Regions from separate parts of the Mus musculus genome. Here all the other regions are linked to region 3. Evidence: chromatin contacts called from public promoter capture Hi-C data. All regions are on one chromosome and are shown on one strand. The core of a region is the stretch at or near the end of the contact, and the rest is flanking DNA. Distances in the headings are between cores, read along the strand shown.

The links. Promoter capture Hi-C pulls out the DNA fragments that hold promoters and counts their contacts. Capture Hi-C pulls out chosen DNA fragments and counts their contacts.
Region 1: a contact with region 3 is called in a promoter capture Hi-C map of hematopoietic stem and progenitor cells. The contact joins the promoter of Rnase9 here to the promoter of Tep1 in region 3. A contact is called at or near these places in 24 of 39 promoter capture datasets (3T3-L1-derived adipocytes, the C10 cell line, the HPC-7 cell line and 16 more), 7 of 484 Hi-C or Micro-C datasets (embryonic fibroblasts, embryonic stem cells, granulocyte-monocyte progenitors and 3 more), 2 of 115 datasets of contacts at active chromatin or transcription factors (the 230-238 cell line and bone marrow-derived macrophages) and 4 of 9 other capture datasets (adipose tissue, embryonic stem cells, liver and 1 more).
Region 2: a contact with region 3 is called in a promoter capture Hi-C map of adipose tissue. The contact joins the promoter of Rnase10 here to the promoter of Tep1 in region 3. A contact is called at or near these places in 14 of 39 promoter capture datasets (the 3T3-L1 cell line, 3T3-L1-derived adipocytes, the C10 cell line and 8 more), 1 of 484 Hi-C or Micro-C datasets (beige adipocytes), 1 of 115 datasets of contacts at active chromatin or transcription factors (microglia) and 3 of 9 other capture datasets (adipose tissue, liver and pancreatic islet).

The regions. Positions count from the first base shown.
Region 1 is chr14:51,039,335-51,043,262 of GRCm38.p6, reverse strand. Rnase9 (ribonuclease, RNase A family, 9 (non-active)) reads left to right here and starts at 1,396. Exons shown (of 2, transcript NM_183032.2): 1 at 1,396-1,511; 2 at 3,734-3,928. The coding sequence starts at 3,744.
Region 2 is chr14:51,005,345-51,009,260 of GRCm38.p6, reverse strand. Rnase10 (ribonuclease, RNase A family, 10 (non-active)) reads right to left here and starts at 1,332. Exons shown (of 2, transcript NM_029145.3): 1 at 1,189-1,332. The coding sequence starts at 1,294.
Region 3 is chr14:50,867,762-50,871,946 of GRCm38.p6, reverse strand. It overlaps Tep1 (telomerase associated protein 1), which reads left to right and starts at 1,393. Exons shown (of 55, transcript NM_009351.2): 1 at 1,393-1,534; 2 at 3,362-3,952. The coding sequence starts at 3,386. It overlaps Gm26782 (a long non-coding RNA gene), which reads right to left and starts at 1,651. Exons shown (of 3, transcript XR_874615.2): 1 at 1,391-1,651.

The DNA of each region.
Region 1 (3,928 bases), core at 147-2,646, 170 kb before region 3:
ATGTTTGAAAGTTGACTTTCAATCAATGAGAATTTTTGTTTCTTGTAGGTTTATTCTGCATGTCTCACAAGCTCAAGCACTTACCATTCACCTTAGAGGAAGAAGCGCTGTGAACTGAGTTAACAATGTGTTTGACCTCCTGGCTATCCACTCTGGACTCAGGCTGTTCAGATTTTCTTCACTCAGTGCGGTCTTTGTCCTCCTTTAGGTTTTGAGGTGAATGTTTAAGACAAACAACATTGCTTCAAAATATTTGCGAAAATAATCCATTTGGTGCAATTAAAACCTGGAATTTCCTTACAAAATTTAACCAGGGATGCTTGGAATCTTAAAAGCATATTGTAGTGCTAAAATCTCTTTTGAGTTCCAACATTTATAGTAGTGAAACTAAGATTAGGAAATTAGCAAGAGGGCTGGAGATATGGCTCAGAGGTTAAGAGCACTGACTGCTCTTCCAGAGGTGCTGAGTTCAATTCCCAGCAATCACATGGTGGCTCACAACCATCTGTAATGGGATCTGGTGCCCTCTTCTAGTGTGTCTGAAGACAGTGACAGTGTACTTACATATATAAGATAAAATAAATAAATCTTGAGAAAAAAAAGAAATTAGCAAGAAATAATTCATTCATAAATAACACTTTATTACGATCTCTTTCTTGCTGGGCAGTGGTAGCACACACCTTTAATCCCAGCATTTGGGAGGCAGAGGCAGGCAGATCTCTGAGTTTGAGGCCAGCCTGGTCTACAGAGTGAGTTCCAGGACAGCCAGGGCCACACAGAGAAACCCTATCTTGAAAAAACAAAAACAAAAACAAAAACAAAACCTCTTTTTTTTTCCTCGTATGCAATCTATATTTCCACTGAATAAAATGGTGAGATAAGGAAAAGATGGAGACATAGGGCTGGTAAGATGGCTCAGCACGCCTGAGGAGCTCATTTCAATTCCTGGAATCTACATGACAGAAAACGAGAAGCAACTCCCGAAAGTCATCCTCTGACCTCTACATGTCACCGTGGAGCACATGCCCCCATACACAATTAAAATGCAATAATAATTAAAACTATGAGGTTGACAGAGTTCAGCGTTCTGACTTCTCCACCCACGCAAATGCCCACGGCCCTCACTGGTTTTCTGCTCAGTACCAGCAGCGCTTTTGTCAACAATTTAAAGTTCTGCTAGGCTTTTCTTCATGGTTTTGCTTTTCTTTCCTCAAGAAGAGCATGGCTGACCAGTGAGAAACCCCCACATTGCCAATTTACTCAAGTGGCAGAGGCAAGGCCAATCAGAAGAGTGAGTTTCCTTGATGAAAGAAGGTGGGGGAAGGCTGCACAGTGGGAACACTGTGACCCTAGAAGAGGGTACAAAAGTGACAGTGCCTGGCCCTGCCATTCCACAGAGCGCCCGTAGAGGAGCACTTTTGTTCTACAAAGAAGTGGAGAGGAGACGATGGCAAGAGTCTGGTGAAGAGTTTTAGCTTCCTCCTCCTGTGCCCCTTGGACATCCCTCTTCTGTGAGTCAGTCGAGGCTCTCTGGTGTTTAAGATAACTTGATAATGATTTCTTTCCCTGTTACCTAGACACTCCCAGGTTTGAAACGTACAGAAACTGTAATGCGATAGATTTGTTGAAGGCCACTTTGTTGCTGAGTTCTCACTCGGTGAGTGGGTACACCTGGACTCCATTGATCATGTGTGTGTCGATTTGCTCACTCTTGCTCAAGATGCCCCAGATGCTCTGTGTTCTCACTGCAGAGTTTTGAGCTGAACTCTCTGGTTCTCACAGGGTGATATTGATGGAGGTATGAAAAAATTATGTGGAGGAAGGTATATGTTCACGTAGAAGGACCACTCAACACCACCAGTTTGAAATACAACTTCTTTTCCTCCCTCTGTACCTCTGTGTTTAACTTTCCTAGTCGCTCCATTTTCCACTGTGTGCCCCCATCTTCTGACTCTCTCTATAAATTTCTGTGGCCTTTCCTAATGGATATGATAAAAATCCAAATAAGCAATTAGCCACAACTGTATTCCTACTTATCTTACACATGGGCTAGAGTTTCTTGGTTGCTATAGTTGCCATGAGGGAAGTGAGAAGATGCTAATAATAAAAAGTAAACAGAACTTCTATAATTTGGCTGTTCCAATGTTGGAAATATATAGGAAGTCTTTGTCATAGCTTATGGTAAGACGTGTACAACTTCTTATACTACTATCTGTGTTACTGTTTTAAGATTTAAATTCACTTCAACAATGTACTTATGAGCTGCTCAGATTCACTCTCTCTTCCTAACTCAGAATGATTTATTCTCACTGAAGACTCGTATCTCTGCTGTCAAGTTCTAAGTAAAGCGATCCACCCTTTCTCTGAAACAATAGATAACAATGGGTACAATTGAGGTAGGAAGCCACGTGCAAATTCTGTCTCAGAAGCCTACTTCAAGTAGAGAGAAGGTCCTTGCTTTCCACTGAGAGAAAGATCTTGGAGAATTAATGAAAAACAGTCCTATTTGGGATAGGAATACACAAGACAACTGGGTCTAGAAGTTCTCTACAAAAGACTGGTCTCTAAACTGGTTTGTAGACTAGGCTTTGTTGCTTATTTTAGCAAATTGGAATCGTCTAATGGATAGATGTTGTCACTCCTCAGTTTCCTATAGAAAGATCTTTAAAATGTATCACAATTAACCAGGAAGGTTTCATGACAGACATCACTAAGATGCATGCAATATTTTCCTTTAAAATTATCTTGTATCTTATGTCATCGGCTTAGTGTTGAATTGATAAGCAAAGACATTTGCTCATAAACTTATAAAGACCTATACATAGAAACAGCAGACTATGGGGTGAAGAGATGTAGAGAAATCCAAATAATACAATAACTGAATTCTCTACTGTTGAGGTCAGCATAGCTATAAATAGTGATGTGAACTGGAGTGAGTTTGGGGGGTGGGGATACAATTAAAACAGGAACGATAAAGATTACCTCAGGGGCGGAAGGAATCACCAAGGAAAACAGTAGACAGGAGATGAAGGACTTTGGAAAAGAGTGGTGTGATGTGGCAAAACACAGAGAAGGGCCTTAAAATAGACATTGCAGTTGGCATTGAAGCAGAAATAGAGTCAGCCAAGGAGCCAGCTCAGTGTATGTCTAATGCACCGCTGCTGGCCTTCCTTGGCCTCTTCTTCAAGATATCTTTGACCAGATGTGAGCAAGAAGAGAGTGAAGGCCTGAGATGGACAGTGTTTCTCATCAGAGAAAGATCAAAAAGAGGAGGCTGGATCATTTCTGGACAAATTATTAATTTCTGGAAGTGGGAAAAAGGTGTTTGTTTTAGACAGAACAGGAGAGGTCCTCCAGAGAGCCACTTTCTTCTTTCACTGTGGGTGTGGTCTGCCCTCTCTACAACCTTCCTCTACCCCTTTTGCTGATTTCCTTCCCACCTCCACTGCCCCCCATATCCCCTCACTTCTTCCCACTCTCCTCTAGCTCTGTCTCTTCCTTTCACACTTCCTCCTTTATCTGCTACTCAATACTAACACACTTATTTTAGAGTCAACATTAGGAAGCTCTTCAAATAATTTCTGAAATCTCAAGTCTAACACTTTTTCAATGAACTACATACTCAGAGTGCCAAACAGTGAAAGTTAGTAAATGTGGTCTCTATGTGGAAATAGAAAGAAACATTGCATCCTAATAGAATGTCTCTATTCACATACAACTTTTGTTTCCGCAGGCAAAAAAAAATGAAACCTTTGGTCATCAAGTTCGCCTGGCCTTTGCCATTGCTGCTGCTGCTGCTGCTGCCACCGAAGCTTCAGGGGAACTATTGGGATTTTGGGGAATATGAACTAAACCCAGAAGTACGTGACTTTATTAGGGAATATGAGAGTACAGGGCCCACCAAACCACCTACCGTAAAAAGAATCAT
Region 2 (3,916 bases), core at 83-2,582, 140 kb before region 3:
AGGAAAATGAAGGCGTGATGTAGAGATAAACTCTGGCCCCTGCCATGGTTGGCCAACGCCAGCAAAATAGACCTTGAGTACTCCACTGAATTCTCCCCGTTACTCCACCTACCTAAGGAAATGAATCTCTTTCTTGAACACTTCTTCTGCCCCTTCTCCTCACATTCCCCATTCCTGTGTGGGTCTTGAGGATTGGAAAGTGGCTAACAGAAGTGACTGTAAGCTGGTCCTTGTCTGAGTAATCAGTGAGGAAACTTGATGCCACTCCATCCTCTCTAGCCCCCGCCCACCGATTCTTAAACAGAAATTATTCTCGAATCACCAAAGAGAGTAGCTAAGCCAAATGAGTACAGAGAAATTCTTAGAGACAACCTTGCTCTAGGAAGCATTGTGTCCATTTTTATCCCAGATTTATTTTGCTTGTTATTATTACCCTTTTCCCAAAAAGGAATAAAAATGAACTGAAAGAGAAATGGGTTCGTTCTCACTCCTAAAGTAAAGCTGCAGAAATGTGCAGTCAGCCCAGGCCTCTGCTACATCTTGTCATTTGTATTTCTATTTGTGGTTAGGGAAGAAATGCAGTACGGCTTTCTCAGGCTCCAGCTATTTTGGCAGCCGCTCTTGGTTGGGGGCCATCCCAGAACTAAGGCAGGAAGATGTAGCTGAAAGGAAGTTACAGTCTTTGCAGTCAACAGCTCTGGGCTCCAAATTGTTAAACTTGTTATGAAACGTGGAAAGTGCATGCTGTGTGTGAGCAGACTCTGAAGCCGAGGACTCGGGGAAGGGCACGGTTGGCCTTCTTGCTCAACAGTCACCCAGCGCTGAGGAAATCTCACATAGAATTTATCTTGGCCAAAAACTAGCATCCATCATTACAGTGGCAATAACATTACATTGGCACAGCATGTGGAAAATACTGCAGAGTGTGCACACTGGCTGTCATTGACTCAAGTGACTCTGACGTTGTTAGAAGCTTGCCAGAGCAGACTGGTGAGATAAACCAGGAAAGATTTCCTTTAGTAAAAACTTGCCAGAGCTTGTTTTTGTTTTAAAGAAGAGGAGAGAAAGAAATTTCAAGAGAATGAAACTGAATGGGCTGTGGATGTGGCTCAGCTGCTAGAGATCTTGCCTAGAATACATGAGGCCCCGGCTTTGCTCTCTGAGGTACCCGACCCTGACGTGGCTTACCTACACTTGTAAGCAGCTTTAGATAGTCTTGGCTCTTCCTATGTCCCCAGTTCTGCTCTCCTAGAGCGTCCTTCTCTGTGAGCTGTACCCAGAAACTGCTCTCCATACAAGTAGCTATCTCCTTGTGTGCTGAGGGCTTTTAAACACAGCCGGATCTCCTGAACCCATGCCTCTCCCCTTCTTTCCTTCCCAGCACAGAATGGACACACTCAGCTAATGTGTCTTTCTGCTCCCACAAACACTTTGAAGTAAAGAAATTTAAGCAAACGACAGGAAGTATCCTCTACCTGGAAGAACTGCAGACAGTTGTATTCCATCAACTGTTCTACTCTGAGTTCCGCCCACTGACCTGTGGTTTAGAACAGTCTCACCTTGTGCCTGAGTCCCAAGCCTGATTGTCTTGTTTTCTACACATACTGCCTTCAGCCCTTTCCCATCACTTCTGGAATGGTAGTATCTGGCGTCTTGTTTTTATTTTTGTTTGCGGCACCTTTCCAATACTGCTTTTCACATTTTTGCAAGGGTAGCATGACTTCATTTGATTATTTGCAGTGGGGAAAAAAAAATCCAGATTTTGTAAATGTAGTTATTTGGCTCTTGAAAAGGAACATGAAAGCAGAACAACTCATCAATCAGCTCCTACATGTGGTGAACTAAACCAGTGAGGTCACCGTGTCCAATAGATGTTCCTTTCTCCAGCTGAAGGCTGAGCATCTGGGACTGATAAGGCACGGCACAGATCATCTCCAGATGATGACGATGATCATCTCCCGAGACGCATGCTTTCTGTAGTCATTATGCAGGAGACCCAAGTGGTGAGCTCAGAGTTCTGCTGTCTACAGGCTTTGGGGGGGGGGGGAGGTTGTTTTTGTTTTTCCTTTTGTTTGTTTGGTTTTTGGCCTTTTGAGCTACAGTTCATTCTCAAATGGTCAACAAAAGTGTAAGTAGAGACTAAAACCTCACCTTGCTCCCTGCTAAACTAACTGCATTAAGACTGGCACAAAGTCTTCTTCAGGTAAAGGAAAAGGCCTTCTTTGTAAATCACATGAAGGAGCTGCTGCGGTCTGAGGATTCAGATAGATGGTTTTACATTTTAGTTCACTTGCACAGTAGTGACCTCATGTGGCCTTCCGGACTTCTTTACCAGAGGAGGTTAGAATTATTCCCCCAGTTTTATAATAAACTTGAAGCCTTGAGATGTTCAGCGATTAGCAGAATACGGAGGGCGGGGGATGGGTTCCTGCTTTGCCAGCTGCCACCCATTGCTCCTTGTCTTTGTGAACAAAATCTCCAGAAAGAAGCTATGGCTGCAGAGACTGACTGGTTAGAAGTATAGTACTGTGGAGAGACTTACCTTATTACTTTATCTTGGACTAGTTCTAGCCTTCCAGAACTGCCATTTCTTGCCTGTATCTGTGTTGGAACTAACATCTTGTGACTACCAGAAATCTTTTGGAATCTATTGACTTAGCAGAGCACTAGCTTCTACCAGCCCCAGGATATCATCAGATAGCATCTTCCACCTGTAAAACGGCTCCTCCCATTCCACTGCCCCTGCCTCCCTGAGGTACCCACCAATGTATTTTAAATCTGCCTCGATTTCAGCCTTAATCATCCTATAAAACTACCAAGTTCATAAAACAGCTTCTACATTGGAACATGGAATTTGGGCTAACCTAAACCTGTGTTCCTGGCCCACAACCACTCAAAATGGCTATCTTTTATCCCCTTCAAGATGAGAGCTGTGGTCTTGTGTCAACATCTTATACTACCTGCATAAAGAGAGTGATAACTGGCTCTAGTCTATGCTGTTTTTCTCATGGCTCTAGAGAGCAGTTGGTTACTCCTGAGAAGAGAAGTGATCTCAAATGCATAAGTAATTTAAGTTATTTAATTTACTTATTTGGTGTTTTGGAGACAAAATCTCACTGTGTAGCACAGGTTGGCCATGAATTTGTGTCATTTCTCTTACCTCAGCCTCTCAGTACTGGGATTACAGGAAGGGACCATGAAGCCAGGCTTGGTTATTGGAACAACTCACATCTGTAGAATGAACTCACATAAGCCTGATCATAATTCATCCTTATAACTCGTTAGCCCTTTCTCTTTTTTTTTTTTTTTTTTTTTTTTTTTTTTTGGTTTTTCGAGTCAGGGTTTCTCTGTAGCCCTGGCTGTCCTGGAACTCACTTTGTAGACCAGGCTGGCCTCGAACTCAGAAATCCACCTGCCTCTGCCTCCCAAGTGCTGGAATTAAAGGCATGTGCCACCATGCCCGGTCATTGAGGCCCTTTCTAATCTGTGCAATTCATCCATCTTGGGTTCTTACTTATTTGGGCCCTGGGTCCACTTGGCTTTTTGAGGGATCACTGGACTGCTTTGTTCTTTCTATGTGACTAATTTTGGAAGTTTCTGTAGTGTTGAGGGAGTTTGGGTAATAACATATAAACAACAAAACATACCACAGTCACTTCATTCTGGTGCTTAAGAAACTTCAAAGACCCATAAAATCTATGGGAGGAGTTCCCATAAATACTGAATCTCTCCGTCCCAAACATTTCACAGCCTCTACTTCTTCTAGGAGAAGAAAAAAAGTGTGAATGTTGGGAGGGTGACCAACCACCTTGCTCTTGAAGTTGAAGCCCAACAAGAAAGTGGTTGGATTAATAGTGTGTGCTATGCACCATGCTGCCAAGCTGTGAATAGCTTTTTAAGGTGTTTAGTAGTCATT
Region 3 (4,185 bases), core at 144-2,643:
TTCCAGGATAGCCAGGGCTACACAGAGAAATCCTGTCTCGGAACTACAACAAAATCTATTAAAATTACTATTTATCTTTAGGGGTTTTTCATTTTTATATTTATTTATTTACTCACTTACTTATTTTATGGAGGCAAATGCTCCCTAAGGAATCTGGCTTGAACTTGAGATCCTTCTGCTTCAGCCTTTAAAATCTCTGGAATTATAAGGGTATATTACCTGGCTAGTAGTAATTTACATACAAAACAGACCTCCACCCACACACTCCACTTTGTATTTATGAGTTTTGCCTCTATGTATGTCTGTGCACCACCTTCATGCCAAGTGCTCTTGGAGTTTAGAAGAGGTCACCATGGGTAATTAGAGTTACCAATGGTTGTGAGGCATGATGTGGGTGCTGGGTACTGAACCTAGGCCTTCTGCAAAAACAGATTCTCTTCATTTCTGAGCCATTAGAGGGCAGCCTGGTCTACATAGTGAGCTGCAGGCCAGCTGGGGTTATATAGATAGACCTTGTCTAAAAATAAAAGCCCAAATCCCCAAAATCAAAATTTAAAAAAATTTGTTGCTGGGCGTGGTGGTTGGTGGTGGGGTATGCCTTTAAATCCCAGGAGATGGGAGGCAGGGGCAGGCGGATCTCTGTGAGTCAGAAGCCAGCCTGGTCTAAACAGTGAGTTCCAGGACATCCAGGGTTACATAGAGAGACCCTGTCTGAAAAAGAAAGAAACAATCAAAAGGGTTTGGTTTATTATCTCAGGTAGTTTGTCGCAGTAACAAAAAGATAACATAATGAACTCAAATAGCATGAGTAGAGTTAACTCTTTGATCTTCCTGCCAGAGCCTTCTAAGTACTAGGATTACATGTGTGTGCCACCATTCTGAATCATATTTTCAGAGGTTTTCAGTCAAGGATCTCTTGACCCTCTTGCTTTGGCCTGTGGCAAAGCAGTTCACGGATGGGGTGGAGTGGGATTGAGTGGGGTGGCGACAGACGAAACTGTTTACTTTCATGGTGGATGAAAGGAAGCAAAAGGGAGAGAAGGGGCCTGACTTTCAAAGGTCAGCCAAGGGCACACTCTCAGCGATCTTTCTTTCTAAACGTTTCACCACCTCCCAACAGCTGCCCAAGGCTGGCATGATTTTAGCACATAAGCCTCTGGGGTATTTTCAGGATACATAATAGCATCAGAGCATGATTGTATTGGGTGGAAATACAACTCGGTTGGTAAAGTTGGCCTAGCCGGAAGTATAAATCCCTAAACTGTGCAAATCAAACCGGGTGTGGTTAGCACAACCCTATAATCCCGGCATTTGCGATATCCTACACGCGGCAGCCCCGCCCTCAGCCCCGCCCTGCCCCCAGCCCCGCCCCTCCCTCGCCCAGCCTCACCCCTTGGCCTCACTAGGGTGTTGGTTTTCTTTCAGTTCTCTGCTTCCAACCAGTCCACTGGCTGACCCAGGCCGGTTTCTGCTCCCCGTTGCGGAGAACCAACGCGCCTCTCATTGCGCACAGCTTTTCCAATCCTGAGCGCAGGTAGAGCCCTGGCCGAGACCTGTGTCAGCTGGACTCCCGGAAGGACCTCTGGGCGAGCGTGGTGCAGCCGCTTAGTCCTTCCGGGCGGCTGGCAGGGAGGTGGGGTGGCCTTAGTGGGGCGGAGGGATAGATGCTCAGAGAGAATGGGTTCCTTTTGCCTTAAAGAATCCTAGGAGGGAGTGACTGTAACAAATGAAGAGTGTTGTGATCACTTTTGGCAACAGAAACTCACTAGACTGACACGTTTAACAGTAATGGACACTAAGGTGCCAACGCGGTAGGCCTCCACGACTTCCTAAGAAAAGAATAGCGTCTGAAGTATGGCTTCAGGTGCAAGGCCAAAGAAAAGGGACCGGGGTAGGAGTGGAGGCAGGTATACATACAAACTAGTGTATACACAGAATGTCAGTATAAAACTATCAATACCAGTTATCTCTGGAACTTGGGGAAGAACTTTTAAGCTTTCAGAAGTTAATCAGAATCTCTATAAACTCCAGAGAGGAAAAAAATTACATGTCTTTATTTCTCTGTTAACTTAAAATTTTAATTGAGAACTTGTTTTTCACTCTTGGATTATGCCAGATGTGGCTGTGTATGTCTTAATCCTAGCACTGGGGAGGCAGAGGCAGGTGGCTCTCTGTGAGTTGGAATCTGTATAGTAGTTCCAGGTCAGTCAGACCTTTTTAGTGAGACCTTGTTTCAATACATACATACATACATACATACATACATACATACATACATATTGGATTAATTCTGAAATTCCTTATTACTCGTTGGGTGTGTATATGTGTGTATGTGTTTGTTTGTGTGTGCAAGAGTATGTGCATATGCGGATATATATACGGGTATGTGGAGACTAGAACTCCACACCAGGTGTCTTATTCTATTGCTTCTCGAGTTACTTTTGGTAGGCTGGCTGGCCAGCTTGATGTAAGAATCTGCCTGCCTTTCAGTGTTGGGATTACAGTCATAGACTACTGAGCCTTACTGTCATCTAGATGTTTTATCAACTGACCTATCTTTCTAGCTTCCCACCTTTTTTTTTTTTTTTTTTTTGGACAAAGTCTCCTATATTCCAGGGTGATTTTGATCTTTTAACTTGCTATGTAGCCAAGGATGACCTTTGAACTCCTAACCCTTCTGCCTCGGCCTCAAGTGCTGGGAGTGCAGGTGTATGCCAGCCCAGCCCTCACTACTTTTTTTTTTTCCTTGTAGTACAGGGACATGAGAGGAATAGCAAGACACATTTTCTTTTGAGAAAGAGAGTGTCAGTGCTCACGTGGACCTGGAATTTGCTATGTAGCCCAGGCTGGCCTCCATGTTCTTATGGTCTCCTTTTCAGCTGTGATTCTAGACAGGTCACCGCTATGCCATGCCAGGCTTCTCTCTAAGCTTTTGCTTTCCCTTTTCCCCCCTGTCCCCTTAGAATTACGCCTGGATAAATCTAAAAGGGGGGGGGGCAGCAAGATGGTTAAAAGTGATGGCTGTACAACACTGCAATACCGACCACTGGAGTTCAATCCCCACATCCCACTGTAGGGGGAGAGAACCAACTCCCAAGGATTGTCCTCCAGCCTCACACATGCTGTGACACGCATGGCCAAACTTATAGACACACCTGTCTTCCCCTCTCCCTCTCTCAATACACACACACACACACACACACACACACACACACACACACACACACACGATAATAATAATAACAATAACATAATTTTAAGAAGTAGAAATATTTGTTTGTTGCCTATCACTGGCACAAACAGATGAGTATGGAGTTGATATGTTTCTAGTGCATCTCATTACCTGTTTTTTTTCTTCTAGGCATATGTTGATTGTTCTTCAGCTATGGAGAAGCTCTGTGGGCATGTGCCTGGCCATTCAGACATCCTCTCCTTGAAGAACCGGTGCCTGACCATGCTCCCTGACCTCCAGCCCCTGGAGAAAATACATGGACATAGATCTGTCCACTCAGACATCCTTTCCTTGGAGAACCAGTGTCTGACCATGCTCTCTGACCTCCAGCCCACGGAGAGAATAGATGGGCATATATCTGTCCACCCAGACATCCTCTCCTTGGAGAATCGGTGCCTGACCATGCTCCCTGACCTCCAGCCTCTGGAGAAGCTATGTGGACATATGTCTAGTCATCCAGACGTCCTTTCTTTGGAAAACCAATGTCTAGCTACTCTCCCCACTGTAAAGAGCACTGCATTGACCAGCCCCTTGCTCCAGGGTCTTCACATATCTCATACGGCACAAGCTGATCTGCATAGCCTGAAAACTAGCAACTGCCTGCTCCCTGAGCTTCCTACCAAGAAGACTCCATGTTTCTCTGAGGAACTAGACCTTCCACCTGGACCCAGGGCCCTGAAATCCATGTCTGCTACAGCTCAAGTCCAGGAAGTAGCCTTGGTATTTGCTTTTGGGTGCTCATCTTGACTCTAGCCTTTTTTTTTGCTATATGTTCTGTTAGTAGATTGATTTCAGTGCCTTAGTTTCCACCTCTGATGATCTGTGTCTGGGGACCTTCTTTTCTCGGCATTTTTGGTATCAGCCTTTTGGGTTTTTTTGGATAGTTCTAGGAATTGAACCCAGAGGCATGCACATGGTAGGTAGGCACTCTATTACTGAGTCTCTCATGACCT